4 separate regions of the Mus musculus genome follow, and regions 1, 2 and 3 are each linked to region 4. A link is a contact called in public HiChIP or PLAC-seq and promoter capture Hi-C data. All regions are on one chromosome and are shown on one strand. Each heading gives the region's core, a stretch centred on a gene start, on an enhancer-like site or on the middle of the called end of the contact. The rest is flanking DNA. Distances are from core to core; before and after follow the strand shown.

What was found. HiChIP or PLAC-seq counts read pairs in DNA pulled down with a chosen protein or histone mark. Capture Hi-C pulls out chosen DNA fragments and counts their contacts.
Region 1: an H3K27ac HiChIP or PLAC-seq map of embryonic stem cells shows a contact between it and region 4, with 3 times the contacts expected there. The contact joins the enhancer-like site here to the promoter of Zbtb34 in region 4. A contact is called at or near these places in 2 of 39 promoter capture datasets (the 3T3-L1 cell line and the C10 cell line), 5 of 115 datasets of contacts at active chromatin or transcription factors (the 230-238 cell line, bone marrow-derived macrophages and embryonic stem cells) and 1 of 9 other capture datasets (adipose tissue).
Region 2: a contact with region 4 is called in an H3K4me3 HiChIP or PLAC-seq map of bone marrow-derived macrophages, with 4 times the contacts expected there. The contact joins the promoter of Garnl3 here to the promoter of Zbtb34 in region 4. A contact is called at or near these places in 25 of 39 promoter capture datasets (the 3T3-L1 cell line, 3T3-L1-derived adipocytes, the C10 cell line and 16 more), 2 of 15 datasets of contacts at CTCF or cohesin (the NIH/3T3 cell line and large pre-B cells), 5 of 484 Hi-C or Micro-C datasets (CD4 T cells, CD8 T cells, bone marrow-derived macrophages and 1 more), 20 of 115 datasets of contacts at active chromatin or transcription factors (the 230-238 cell line, T-cell acute lymphoblastic leukemia, bone marrow-derived macrophages and 11 more) and 4 of 9 other capture datasets (adipose tissue, embryonic stem cells, liver and 1 more).
Region 3: a promoter capture Hi-C map of liver shows a contact between it and region 4. The contact joins the promoter of Slc2a8 here to the promoter of Zbtb34 in region 4. A contact is called at or near these places in 10 of 39 promoter capture datasets (the 3T3-L1 cell line, the C10 cell line, the HPC-7 cell line and 6 more), 2 of 484 Hi-C or Micro-C datasets (both in embryonic stem cells), 16 of 115 datasets of contacts at active chromatin or transcription factors (the 230-238 cell line, the SCID.adh cell line, T-cell acute lymphoblastic leukemia and 9 more) and 4 of 9 other capture datasets (adipose tissue, embryonic stem cells, liver and 1 more).

What each region holds. Positions count from the first base shown.
Region 1 is chr2:33,005,260-33,008,492 of GRCm38.p6, forward strand. Garnl3 (GTPase activating RANGAP domain-like 3) reads right to left here. Exons shown (of 30, transcript NM_001355200.1): 20 at 1,990-2,088; 21 at 1,539-1,655. Among named protein-coding and RNA genes, the nearest start is that of Slc2a8, 25 kb to the left of the region's middle. Within about 2 kb of position 1,937, at least 2 of the 459 cell types and tissues checked have an H3K27ac peak or open chromatin away from gene starts, as enhancers often do. A contact at or near this core is called in embryonic stem cells, where this site is marked.
Region 2 is chr2:33,129,077-33,132,348 of GRCm38.p6, forward strand. Garnl3 (GTPase activating RANGAP domain-like 3) reads right to left here and starts at 1,543. Exons shown (of 30, transcript NM_001355200.1): 1 at 1,348-1,543. The coding sequence starts at 1,439.
Region 3 is chr2:32,980,764-32,983,972 of GRCm38.p6, forward strand. It overlaps Slc2a8 (solute carrier family 2, (facilitated glucose transporter), member 8), which reads right to left and starts at 1,320. Exons shown (of 10, transcript NM_019488.5): 1 at 1,195-1,320; 2 at 958-1,120; 3 at 598-804. The coding sequence starts at 1,250.
Region 4 is chr2:33,429,670-33,432,831 of GRCm38.p6, forward strand. Zbtb34 (zinc finger and BTB domain containing 34) reads right to left here and starts at 1,655. Exons shown (of 3, transcript NM_001085507.1): 1 at 1,562-1,655.

The sequences.
Region 1 (3,233 bases), core at 687-3,186, 420 kb before region 4:
CAGGGAGGGTGGGAAGGCCCCAGGCTGGGGACTTTGGGAACGGTTCCTAAGAATCCTGGGACTGAAGCCAAACTCAGAGACAGACAATGTTTTGGATGCCCGGTGTTGTGGTGCTCAGTTTGAAACACCTCTCCCCTGTTCTTGTGTTTGAACACTTGGTCCCCAGCTGGTCTCACTGTTTTGAAAGGCTGTGAAACCTTAAAAAGGCAGAGCTTCATTGGAACATGGGCAGCCATTGCACCATAATGGACCATATCCCTTATTAGATTGTAAGCAAGAATAAGTCCTTCCTTCCTTTAAATTGCTTCTTGAGAAAAATAACTAACATACCAGGAAAGATGACATAAAAACACGGTTAGAAAAGGCATGAACCTTCTATTCTACAGCTTATGCACCTGGTTTTATTTATTAGTATTCTTTTTAGGTTTCCTTAGGTGTGTGGTGGTGTGAATGAGAATGGCTCATATTTGAGCTCATACATTGAGTGCTTGAGCTCATATACTGAGCTCATACATAAGCTCATATATTTGAGGGCTTGGTCTCTAGTTGGTGGGACGTTTGGGAAGTACTAGGAAATGTGGCCTTGTTGGAGGAGGTGTGTTACTTGGCCTTGAGGTTTCAAAAGCCCACACTGTCCCTGGTAATAGCTCTCTCTGTCTCATGGCTGCTGTCTCTAGTTATGAACTCTGAGTCTCTGCTCTAGTGCCATGCCTGCCTGCCTGCCTGCCTGCTGTCATCCCATGCATCACTGACTTGCCCTCTGAACCAATAAGCTCACAGTCAATTGCTCCTCCTGTAGTTGCCTTGGTCACGGTATCTTAGCCCACAGCAGAGGGGTAAATGAGACAGTGTGTGTGAGTGTTTGGCCTGCGTGTGTGCACATGCACCATGTGTATATCCAAAGCCTGAGGAGGTCAGAAGGGGAGCACAGGCAGTTGTGATCTGCCATGTAGATGCCTGGAATTGAACCTGGGTCCTCTGCAAGAGCTACAACTGCTCATGGCCTCTGGGTCAGGCAGGTCTCTATGCCCAGTGCTTGGCTTTGTATCTGCTACACAATAGAGATGGAAGTAGAGGTTAATCAGGACTCTAGAACCAAAACCCCAAAGTGTCTTTTGTTACAGGGTAGCTAAGAGAGCTGAACTCACTCCAAGACCTGTGGTCCAAGGCTGAAACTCCTCGTCCTCAACCTGCTTTCCTATTTTTGTAGCTTCTTAGGGAAGCTGAGATTCCATGTAGGCAGTTCTGGGAGTCAAACCCAGGGCTCTGCCCAGCACTTATTTGGCAAGTGCTCCTCCCTGACCTACACCCGTACTCCTCATTCTATAAGGAGGAACTATATTTCTTTCCATCCCCACTATTAATTTTTATTTTCAGTGGCCTGGACATTTTAACAGAAATAGTTTCTTTCTTCTTTTGTGACAGTGTCTCAAACTTGCTGTGTGGCCAGGGGTGGCTTCCGTAGCCTGGGGATAGAATGCAGGGCCTCATTCAGTCCAGGCAAGCACTGCCCTGGCTGAGTTCCTTCCAGCCCTCACCTTTGGTTTTCTCCAGCTTGTTTTCTCGGCAGTCAGATCTGCTCCTTCCAGTCTGCCTGCCATCAAGGCCTTTCTGCACAGCACTGAGCCGGAAGACAAAGAGGCGGGCGTCTTTCCCTGGTGATAGAGAGAAGGAAGAGGGATCAGATAGCGAAGTGAGATGACCTGTTGGGACTCCCAGGTCAGATACACAAACCAGGGTTGGGAGGTTCTGGGATGCAAGCAACTGCATCTACCCCATAGCACACTTGCTCTACACAATCGTGGGAGAATGAAACTCTCTATCCCTCCGCTATCCCCACAAGTGAACCACCAAAGCACCACAGCACTGACACCAGGGAGAGGAACAGTGATATGAGCCACAGCCCCAGACCCAGCGACCCTGCGGGTTGGCTGCAGTGGGTCACCCGCCATTTTGCTCTTCCTGGAGCAGCCATCTGAGGGGCGGCACCTTTGTCTGCTCTGAGAACCAGAAGGTCCAGGGTCTCCAGCACGTGGATCTGCTTCACAGGTAGAGTTCTGTCAAACACGGGCACGGATGGGAGGTCATCTGGAAAAGAAGTCTGGTTACCCTGCCGCACCACCTGTGATGCATGCCTGGGGCTGACCCGAGCCTCGCTGGTCAAGGACGGAGTTGGCGTGTAGAGTTCTCATAAGGTCTTAGAAGGAGTTCAGGCACTGCTCGCTCTGCATGGGAGAAGTCCTGATATGCATCACTCAGTAGCATTGAGAACTCTATGGGGGTGGGCAGAGCAGCGGGGACATGAAAAGAAGCTACGTTTTTCTTGTTGGTGCCACCAAAGAAAGAGCAGCGTGTCTCAACCCCAGGTTTACTGGGTTGTAAAGGACTGAATAACACGGGGGTGTGTGGGGTGTGTGGGGAGAAGCAGCAATTATTTTCCTTTGGATGCTATAATATAAATTATCATATCTTATATTATTGCTTGCATTTCTCAAGAAAGTAAATTGAAAGCTTCTTTTACATTTAAAGTGAGCAAATCCTATCCCTAGCCTGCCTCTGTCTGTATCAATAGTAGTCTGCTTATATGGTTTTTTTGTTTCATTTTGTTTTTCAAGACAAGGTTTCTCTGTGTAGCTCTGGCTGTCCTGGAACTTACAAAGACCTACCTGCCTCTGCTTCCTCAGTGCTGGGCTTCAAGGTGTGTGCCATCACTGGCTGATGTGCTAATATGTTTTTAAAAACCATTTTTATTATTTTTTATTATATGTAAGTCTGCATGTGGGTATGTGCATACGCGTACAGGTGCCCTTGGAGGCCAGAGGCTTGAGATCCTCTGGAGCTGGAGTTACAGAGCTTGCTTCTAGTCCTTTAGTGGACTCTTAGGACAGTCAGTCTATCAGCCACAGTCCTTCCTTCTGTTCTGGTACTAGGGGCTCTGTAATGCTGCCAGGAGGATTTGCCTGTTCAGAACATGAGATGATAATTCCAGTACTGTTGTATCTGGGTGAATAACTGCAATTATTTTATGGGTCCACAGTATCATCAGGAGTGGCAGGTCACATTCTCTAAGGGTTTAGTAGGTGCCAGACCATGAAGCGTCTTACATTTTTTAATTTAGATGCCTCATTTACCAGAATTGGTCAGCACTAGTAACATCCCTAGTTAACCAAGAATGAACCAGATGCTCAAAAGTGTTCAGAAAACTTGTTCACACCTTAAACATGTGGAGTCAA
Region 2 (3,272 bases), core at 293-2,792, 300 kb before region 4:
GATTCTCTTTGCTCCAGTCTCTTGGTATACCTCTTCCTATTCTTCATGCTCAAGCCATAGAGATTGTTAGCTGCCTGGGTCTCCTATGGAAGGGAAATGTTCCACTCAGGTCACCACACAAATATTTAGAACCTTCTTGGCAGATGCCCAGGTGCTGATCACACAAAGCTAAGCCTAGAGTTCAAGAAAGACTTTCAAAAAGAATTGATGAGCAGTTCTACAGCCTGAGGGAGGAGTGCCCAAGCCCTTCAGGCTCTGTGATGGGCCAGGCTTGAGGCAGCTGTGGTGATGGGGAAGAGGCTAGGGCAGCGGCTAGAGCAGCCTTGATATCTGTCCTTACCACACAGCATCAGAACTGCTGGAGCAGTGTGTCAAGGACTGAGTCTGAGAAAGGCCAATTAAGGGCATCACACCTTCCTTTAAGGATCTTGGCTGGTTTGCTTTGTGCCTTAGCAAATGAACTCTCTTTTCCACCTCAGTGGAGGTTAGAGTCCTACATCTTTTTTCTCTTCCTCGTCCCTACCCATGCTATGGCAATTAAAAACTCAGGGGTGCAGGCAGCAGTAGGCTAGGAGGAAGGGGGTTGGCTTCAGGATACCCTCCCTAAGGCCATTATTACAGAATACTGATGAAAATCTGGCCCAGATGGTGGTGCTGGAGTCATTCTGAAAGGAATGAGTCCACCTGGAAGCAGGACCCATTTCAAGTTACAAGGAATTCCTTGGAGGTGGGAGTAAGCCGGGGATAGGCATGGGCAAGAGCCGCAAAGGGAAGGGCGTGTCCGGCAGCAGCCAAGCTTCACCTACGGCCAGGCTGGTTCCTCAGGAGGGCGCCAGTTAAGGAAGGTAAGTCCGGGAGGGGCACGGACAACCTGGGAAAGAGAAAGGACCTAGGAACTATGCAGGGTGCCCCCCACCCCAACCACAGATGGGCGGGGCCATAGGCAGCAGGTGGCCAGGCACTTGGGGTGCGAGGATGGATTATAGAAAGCAAGAGAAGCCTAAAGGGTGTCCTTTTGGGGGCTTAGGGGTTCCGACCTTGTCCTTGAGCATTTAGAAGCAGGCAGGTCGCGTTCTCCACAGCCCAAGACCTCCCTGAGCCGTAGTGTGCAGGGCCTGTCACAGGGCCGAGGCTTCGGACGTCCACATCATCTGCCGGCCGGACACAGGTCTCTAGCCCTCCCGCTGGGCACTCCCTCAGCGTGGCCCGGCCGCTCTACTGGGCTCTGCGCCGACTCCCTCCCACGCCGCGGCCTCGCCACACTCTGTCCCCTCACACCGCCAACCCCCACGTGGCCTACTCCCCTCTCCCACCCCTAGAGGCTGCACCCCTCCGGGGCAACGGTACCTGGGACTCTCAAAGCTGCACCCCCTGCGCCGCAGCGCCGCCCTCTTCTGCCGCAGGAGCGCAGCGGCAGCCCCGCCGGGTTCCTGCTCCATCGCCCCGGGCGGGGGCCGACGGCTCGGGCACACTCGGGTGGGCTCGGGCCTCGGCGGTGTTCGGCCGGACGCTCAGCTAGCGCGCCGCAGCCCACGCCCCGCCCCGCACCCCTCACCGGACCCAAGCCCCGCCTCTGTCCCGCCCCAAACTCCAGCCCAGCCTGGGACCTCAGGCCCCGCCCCGAACTCCAGCCTAACCACGCCCTCAGACTATTCGCGGGGTCCAAGCCCCGCCCCTACTCTAATCAGGTCCCTTGAACACGCCTGAGGCTTTAGGCCCCGCCCCTACTCTAACGGCCTAACCACGCCTCTGGCTTTAGGCCTCACCTCTGCCCCGCCCCCATTCTAGCAGGTACGCCTCTTCCGAACCTCTGGCTTTAAGCCCTGCCCCTAGCCTAGCGAAGTTTGCCTCATCTCTCCGGAGCTAGTCTCCGGAACCTCCCTGATCTCCTACCGAATCCACTCCCTTTGGTCCTTTTTGAGGCCTTGGCCCTCCCCCTGCCTCGCCCCTAATCTAGAAGATCCTCCCTCACCACTCAGCTGGGTTTAGGCCCCGCCCCCTCACCGCCCCAACCCAGTCTATTTGAATTAGGTTCAGGTCCCGCCCCTGTCCGCCTTTGCCCCGCCCCAATCACGCAGATCTCCTCTCAGCTCTGCTCAGGCTCCACCCGTGCCCCGCCCCAAGTACCAAGCCTTACCTATCAGTGGGCTCAGGCCCCACCCCAAACCCTTATCCAGTCAGTCCCTTTGCCCTTCAGCTTTGCCAAGGGCCCGCCCCATCTCTTAGCCAAACCCACCTCACTCCCTAGTCTGGGCACAGGCCACGCCCCGAGCTAACGATCTCCGTTTCTCCGGCCCTTCTCAGACCAGTGCAGGCCCCACCCTGCCTCTACACCAGCTCCAGCCACGCCCCTCCTGAACTGGCCTCACCAAGATCTTCTACCCGCGCTCCCTCCGTTCTTCTGTGTAGCGCACGCAGGCTCCCAATGCCCACTGGATCCTCAACTTCGTCGGGTCCACGGCCCATCACTCCCGCTCCTTACCATTCCCACAGATCTAGGCCCTTCCCACCTACCCCTCCAGCACAGAGCGCTCTATCGGCCCGCCGCTCCACAGCTCCGATTGCTGGATTCTCTGCTGACCCTCCTCACCTCAGCACCTCTTGGTCCTTTCTATCGTAGCACCGCCTTCTTTTGGGGGCCGCCTTTCTCCACATCCCGCCCACAGGCATGGCCCCCAACCCCGGAGCTCCGCCTCTTTTCTCTTGAAGCTGAGGTCTGTACTTAGAGCAATTTTGTTCTCTCGTCCCTTGGCTATTCCACCCCAAGAGCCCTCTAGCTTCCCCGCCTACAAGTCCCGCCTATCTAGCCCCGCCCATGTCGCCTCTTTCTCACTTCAGGAGTGCCTGGATGGTGCGGGTCTTCCTGCCTGAACTGGGGTCCACCATGAGGTTTGCGCTACCTCAGGATCTAACCAGTCAGCAAAAGGAGGTACTACTGTCTCCTGGTGGCTGTTTGTGGTCTGACACAGTGAGGCTGAGGGGAGCTTTGGTTGTCTACCAGTTGTGGGTTCAGGTTTTCATTCATAACCTTCCAATTTTGTGACAGCTCTAACCTCCACCCCTCATTTCCTCCCCGAGTCGGATGCATCATCTGAGTTCTGTAACATTGCACTGTAGTTGGGTGTGGAAATTCATCTGAGTTTAAGTAAGGATGGCTTTGCCATCTATTTCTAGTTCAGTTTCTGTTGCTGTGATCAAAAGCACCTTAGGGAAGAAAGCCTTTATTTGTCTTACAGGCTACAGCCCATCATCTGGGAAGTCAGAGCAGGAGC
Region 3 (3,209 bases), core at 70-2,569, 450 kb before region 4:
TCCATACATACTTCTAGATTATCCTATACTTTATGCTCTAGTAAAAACAAACAAACACAAAACAAAAACAACCCACAGGTCCCCAGTCTCCCTTTCCTCTAGCTCCTTCACGCCTCCAACAGATGAAGAGGATAAGCAGGAGGCCATGGAAGTGAAGGAGGGATGGGTGGTCATCCAAGTGTGTAGCCACAGGTTGCTGGTGACCCTCAGTTGCTAGGGTCTAAATCTTTTCAGACACTATCCCGGGCCAGCAGTTTCCTGTGCAAAGGCCGAAACCACCTCGGGACTAGGCCTTACTTTACAGGGGGGCACTGAGGCTGGGAGAGAAGCCTGTGTCCAGGTAAGTGGTCCAGGTGTGTGGGCTGCAAGGTATATGTAGCCTTCACTGCAAGCAGTGAAGGGAGCCTGCAGCCTATCCTAGGGACAAACCAGAGTAGAACTGCCCAGTTAACAAGAAAATAGGGGCATTCCCGTTATCGCTGCCTAGCATACAGTGACACCACCATAGTAGAGTAAAAGATCAGTAAGGAACTGCCTCGCTGCTGACCGGCTGCCCCCTGCCTGGCAAAGGTCATCTAGGAGGCTCAAACCACTCACCGGTGCCACTAGTGAGGCGACTCCGCAGGCAAGGCCGGTGAGGAGGCGGCCTCCGAGCAGCATCCACACATCCCGGGCCGCGGTGATGACAGCAAAGCCAGTCACGAAGGGCACGGTGCAGAGCAAGAGGCTCAGCTTGCGCCCTGCACGGTCCAGGAGCCAGCCGCCCAGTATGCCCCCTGCAGCAGCGCCCAGGGTCACGACGGCCTGGGGACCCGGGACGGGCTGAAGAGGAGGCCACCAGGGGCCATGGCCCACGATCCTTCCACCCCACGCCCCCTAGTCTCAGAGGAAAGAGAATGAGGAGGATCCTGGGGTGCGGCAGAGAGTGGGGGACCCAGGACTCCCCAGAGGGCTCACCCCGAACCAGGAGGCCGCATTGTCTCCGAGGCGCAGGGCCGGGGGTGCGGTGCGCCGCAGGCTGGGGATGGCGGGGGAGCTGTAGCCGAGCGCGAAGCCGAAGCTGAGGGGTCCCAGAGCGGCGGCGAAGGAAGCGAGGAAGACCCGGCGGCCGCGGGGAGTCCTACGGGTACAAGGCGGGGCGTGAGCGGTGTCGCCGGGCGTGAGAGAGTGACCGCGGCCCCTGGGAGTCCTCACCTGGCTTCCGGTGGCCGCAATAGCGGCTGCGTCTCCTGGGGGTCCTCGGGAGACATGTCAGCAGGACCTGACCCGCGAACTGTCGCCGCTCGGGCGAGCGCGGCCTCCGCTGCAGGAGTGACCAATGGGATGCTAGAACCCGGCCCCCAACCAGAGCTGGCCAATGGAAGTACAGAGCCGGTTGCAAAGCTCAATGGAGCTGAACTACGCCAGCGACCCAAGTAAAGGTTTGCAGGGAGCTGTGTCCGGGACCCAGGCACGACTGTCCAATTGGAGTGTGGTGTGAGTCTGAAGGCGTGGCCCATCAGGTCTGAGCTTGCCAATGAGAATGGAAAGATTGTTTGGGTGTTTTGTTTTTGTTTTTCCCTCTAATCATCTATTGGGGGCTGGAGGGAGTGGGGGGGGGGGGGATGGACAGAGGTGACAGTGTGCCTGTGCACGTTCGAAGTAAACTTCCCTGAGTTTGTTTTCCTTCCACCAAGTGGATCCTCCGGATCGAACGGAGGTCGTCAAGCTTGAGGGCAAACACCTTACAAGCAGAGTCATCTCGCTGCCCCTATTTTGGTGGTTTCTTTTGCTTTTATTTAAACTTTATTTGTATGAGTGTTGTTTACATGTTCACGTGTGTGTGTGTGTGTGTGTGTGTGTGTCCCATGCATTCCTGGTGCTTGTAGAATTCAGAAAGCATCATCAGATCCTACGGAACTGGAGTTAGAGATTGTTGTGAGCCATGTGTGTGCATGCTTGAGCCCTCTGCTGGAACAAGTGTTCGTAAGCATTGAGCCATCCTTTATATTTTTACTTTTATTTTATTTTAATTTTTATATGGAATTGTCTCTAAATCTAGCCTCCACTAATGAGGGTAGTAGTGGGTCAGCGATGGATCACACTGGCTCCCGAAAGACTTCCCACCCTTACTACCCACAGTTCCCTGGAATAGGCTCCTCCCCAACTTTGACTTCTGCTTCAGAGAGCGTCAGGGTGAAAAGGCTCCAAGAAAACTCTCTTGGGCCACCTGTTCCTATCCTTGGACTTTCTGACATTGACCTGGTGCTTCTGGTAGCAGCTCACCTTCATCATGAGTGCTACAAATGTCTAGAATTCTGAGATGATGAGGACCCTGTCAGGCAAGGTCCCCCATTCCAGAAGTGGGACAGAGTGGAACTTAGTGATTCCCTTGTTCCCTGGTTACCCCACGATCATGGTAATTATCTCTATTGTCCTCCCGCCCCGAGTCTCCCTGTGATTGTGTGCCTCTACTGCTCTGCTTAATCGCTACCTTTGTGGCAGCTTCATCCGTACAGATGTAGAAAGAACCAGTGAGAGGCACCTAGTCCCTCTCTGTGCCTGGGTGTCTTCATCTCTAGAGGGCTGTGAGCAGGCTAAGCCTTAAAATGCCCATCCCGTCTGTACAGTGGTTTTACGTTACTGCAGCCACCCAATTGTAGCAACCAGCAGTTTGAAGTTTTGATCACAAGACTATTCTTTTTTTTTTTTTTAAAGATTTATTTATTTATTATATGTAAGTACACTGCAGCTGTCTTCAGACACTCCAGAAGAGGGAGTCAGATCTCCTTACGGATGGTTGTGAGCCACCATGTGGTTGCTGGGATTTAAATTCCGGACCTTTGGAAAAGCAGTCGGGTGCTCATACCCACTGAGCCATCTCACCAGCCCACAAGACTATTCTTAAAGGCGGGCGGGCAATACCGGCTTGTCCTTCTACGAAGTTTCCTGCTTGGGTGATAGATCTTATCACTGCTTTGAAATCACCTGCTCTTCTCTCTTTTTTTCCCAATAGGCATCAGGTTTCTGATGTCTGCAGAGTAAAGGTCATGGATGAATTGTATCCAGACTGGGTACTTTGTACCCGAGTGACTGGCTCAGCAGAGTGGCTTATGTAGAAGGGATGCTACAGTAAGCCCAGCTAGCACCAGACTTCTGAGTCATGGGCACCTAGGAACCATTGGCTAGTGGTATCCCTGCCCAATCTGGACCAGATATTGTCTCTAGGA
Region 4 (3,162 bases), core at 405-2,904:
TTGAAAGGGGGTTGGAGAAGTAGCAAAGACTGGACAGCGTGAAGCAAGCAGAAAGGATACTCACTGTTCAGCTCTCAACATGGCTCTGACTGCCATGGCCCCCTAGCTCACTATTCCTATGTCCTAGCCTCTATTCCTTCCACCTCTAGCAACCCTGGTCTCTTCTTGGAATATGCCTGCCTTTAGAATAGTTTCAACTTTGGCCTAGTGTTCAAGATCTTTCAGGAACCAAGCCTAATCAACCTTTCCTACGCCTCCTCTCCCATCTTACCCCTCCTCGGCCAGGAAGCTGCACTAATCACTAACTCCATAGGATCCTTTTTTCCCTATCTGAATCCTACTCCCCTTTAACACACAGTTCAAGTACCACCCTTCGCTGACCTATACCTCTCCTGCTGAATTCCACGGGACGTGGCCTTGTGTCACAGACATCACCTAGTCACAGGCAATGTCTGAACACCCACTGTAAAGCCTTGGAGACTCACTGTACCTTCAACTCCTTTCGTCCACCACTCAACTGCATTTTGACTTTTACTAAGCAAGCACTCTACTATTTTTTTTAAACTTCCTACACTAAGTTTGGCGTTAGCATAAAGGAAGGATGGGGGAGGGTGAAACCTCTGGAGTCAGAGACCAACTAAGAAGCTGTTGCAATAATCCAGATGTGAAGCAAAAACAGCCTAGACTAGGGAACAAAGAGAGAATGGGCAAATACGGACAGCAAAATGTTTGCATGCAAAACGCTCCACGGGAAAACTACGGACGGCAGCAAGGAACGATGAAGGATCAGTAAAGCTATTTCCAAGAAAACCCTTCTGGGAATCATTTTAAACCTCCCCGAGGCAAAGTGCACGAAGTGGTTAAAAAGTCTACATCTGGAGTGGAGGGGGAGACATCGGTAGAACTGCCCAGCGTGTTGAACCAGGCATAGACCTTGCAATGTCAGATATTCACAGCATGAGAGGTCTGTAGGGAGTTCATCTAAACTCTCAGTTCTTACATGGAGAAACTGAGGCCCAGCATGGAATGGGAAAGACTTGCTGAAAACCTCAAGATGGGGCGTCCCAGAATTGAGTAGCCCCCTAACAGTCACCTGGCCTAGGCGAGCAGTATTTTAACACGCCCCCTCCCCAGTCCGTCCTCAGCCCTGCGCCAGTGGCCACGCAGACCACCCAGGCCAAGCTTAACACGCGCCGCCTGTTTACCTGGCACACGGCGATGGCCAGAGGCAGCGGCTCCTGGGCAGCCTCCCGCTGACCCCCGCAAACCGGGCCTGGCTCTCCGGGGACAACGGTCACTAAGACCCCTCGGTACGGGAGGGAGAGCGAGCCGCCCGGGGCGGAGGCTGGAGGGGTGCAGGGCAGCTGCCCCGGGTCGCCACCCCTCGGGGCCAAGCGCCTGGCCTCCGGCAGGTGCCCGGGCCTCAAGACCCCGCCCGGCCGGCCCCGACACTGACCAGGCAGCCTCTCCCCCGTCCCGCCGCGCTCACGGGGGAGGTCGGACAGCCGCCCCACGGGTCGCCCCGACCCTGCCGCCTCTGCCCGCAGCCCGCCAGCCTCACCTGGGCCGCGCGCCGCGTTCACATCGCCCGCCCGCGGCGCCCCCTCCGCCGCCGCCGCCGCCGGCGCCAGGCCCTTCCCCGCCGCTCCCGCTGCCGCCCCTGCCCGCGCCCCCCGCCCCCGGAAGCGCTTCCAGGCCCCGCCCCCTCGGCGCCCGCGCTTCCGGGCAGGCGCGGACCCGGGCGGGTGTCGATATGGCCGGACTTCTCGCGGCGGGCCGGTCGGAATCCCAGCTCCTGGCTAGTGCTGCAGGCCGACCAGTAGACGGGCGGGTAGCTGAACAGCAACCCGGGTTTGGAGCCTGAAATCCCGACTCTGCGGCCCGTGGCCTTCCGCCCGCCTTCTCCTTGGCTCCACCTGCTGGCCGGAGCAGGACTCGACCGTGTGCACCCGGACCCTAAGCCTGTGGAAAGCCCCACACCTACGACCTGCTAAGCCATGCTTTTTAAGTTCTTTATTTCTATTTTTATTATTTTAGGGTCTTGCCTTGAGACAAGGTCTTAAAAAACAGAATTCCACTATATATATAAGGTTGGCCTTCAACTCAAACAGATCTGTGTACCCAGGATTACACTACAAGTGTGAGTCCCCATGCCCAACTACCTGGGCAGCTTTTCTCTTCTGCAAAAAGAAGGCTATCTGGCTTTAAAACAAGATCCCAGCCGGGCAGTGGTGGCACACGCCTTTAATCCCAGCACTTGGGAAGCAGAGGCAGGCAGATTTCTGAGTTCAAGGCCAGCCTGGTCTACAGAGTGAGTTCCAGGACAGCCAGGTCTATAGAAAAACCCTGTCTCGAAAAACCAAATAATAATAATACAAGAACCCACAGGCTGGAGAGATGGCTCAGCAGTTAAGACTGCTGACTGGGATAGCATTTGAAATGTAAATGAAGACAATATCTAATTTAAAAAGACAGCTGACTGTTTAGGTTCAATTCTCAGCACCACATGTCAGGCCTCAATCTGTCTATAACTCCTGTTTTAGAGATCCAACGCCCTTTTCTGGCCTCTCCCAACACTAAGCATGTACGTGGTACCCACACATACATGGAGACAAAACACCCAGCACATACAATAAAAAGGAACAGCTAAAAAGAAGAAGAAAAAGCAAAACAAAACAGACTACCTCGGGCAGGAAGTCTGGGCTTGTTCACAATGTCCACAGCAATGAGATTCTGTTTCCCTGTGAACCCAGCCTGGGGGCTCATCTTTTTTTTTTTTTTTTTTTTTTTTTGTTTTTCGAGACAGGGTTTCTCTGTGTAGCTCTGCTGTCCTGGAACTCACTCTGTAGACCAGGCTGGCCTCGAACTCAGAAATCCACCTGCCTCTGCCTCCCGAGTGCTGGGATTAAAGGCGTGCGTCACCACACCCGGCTGGGGCTCATCATTTTAACTGATTCTTATTGAATGTGTGGGTAACAATCTGGTTTCTCGACGGTGACAGTGCTTGCATGTGTTAAGGACAATGGAGTCTAAAATGTTAAGGATTTGGCCTTCCTGCCAAATGTCTTAAAGGACTGACCATCTATCTACCCTTACTATTTCATACCAGACCACTTGGGCGTCTTTTGTTTGTTTGTTTGTTTGTTTTTCAAGGCAGGGTTT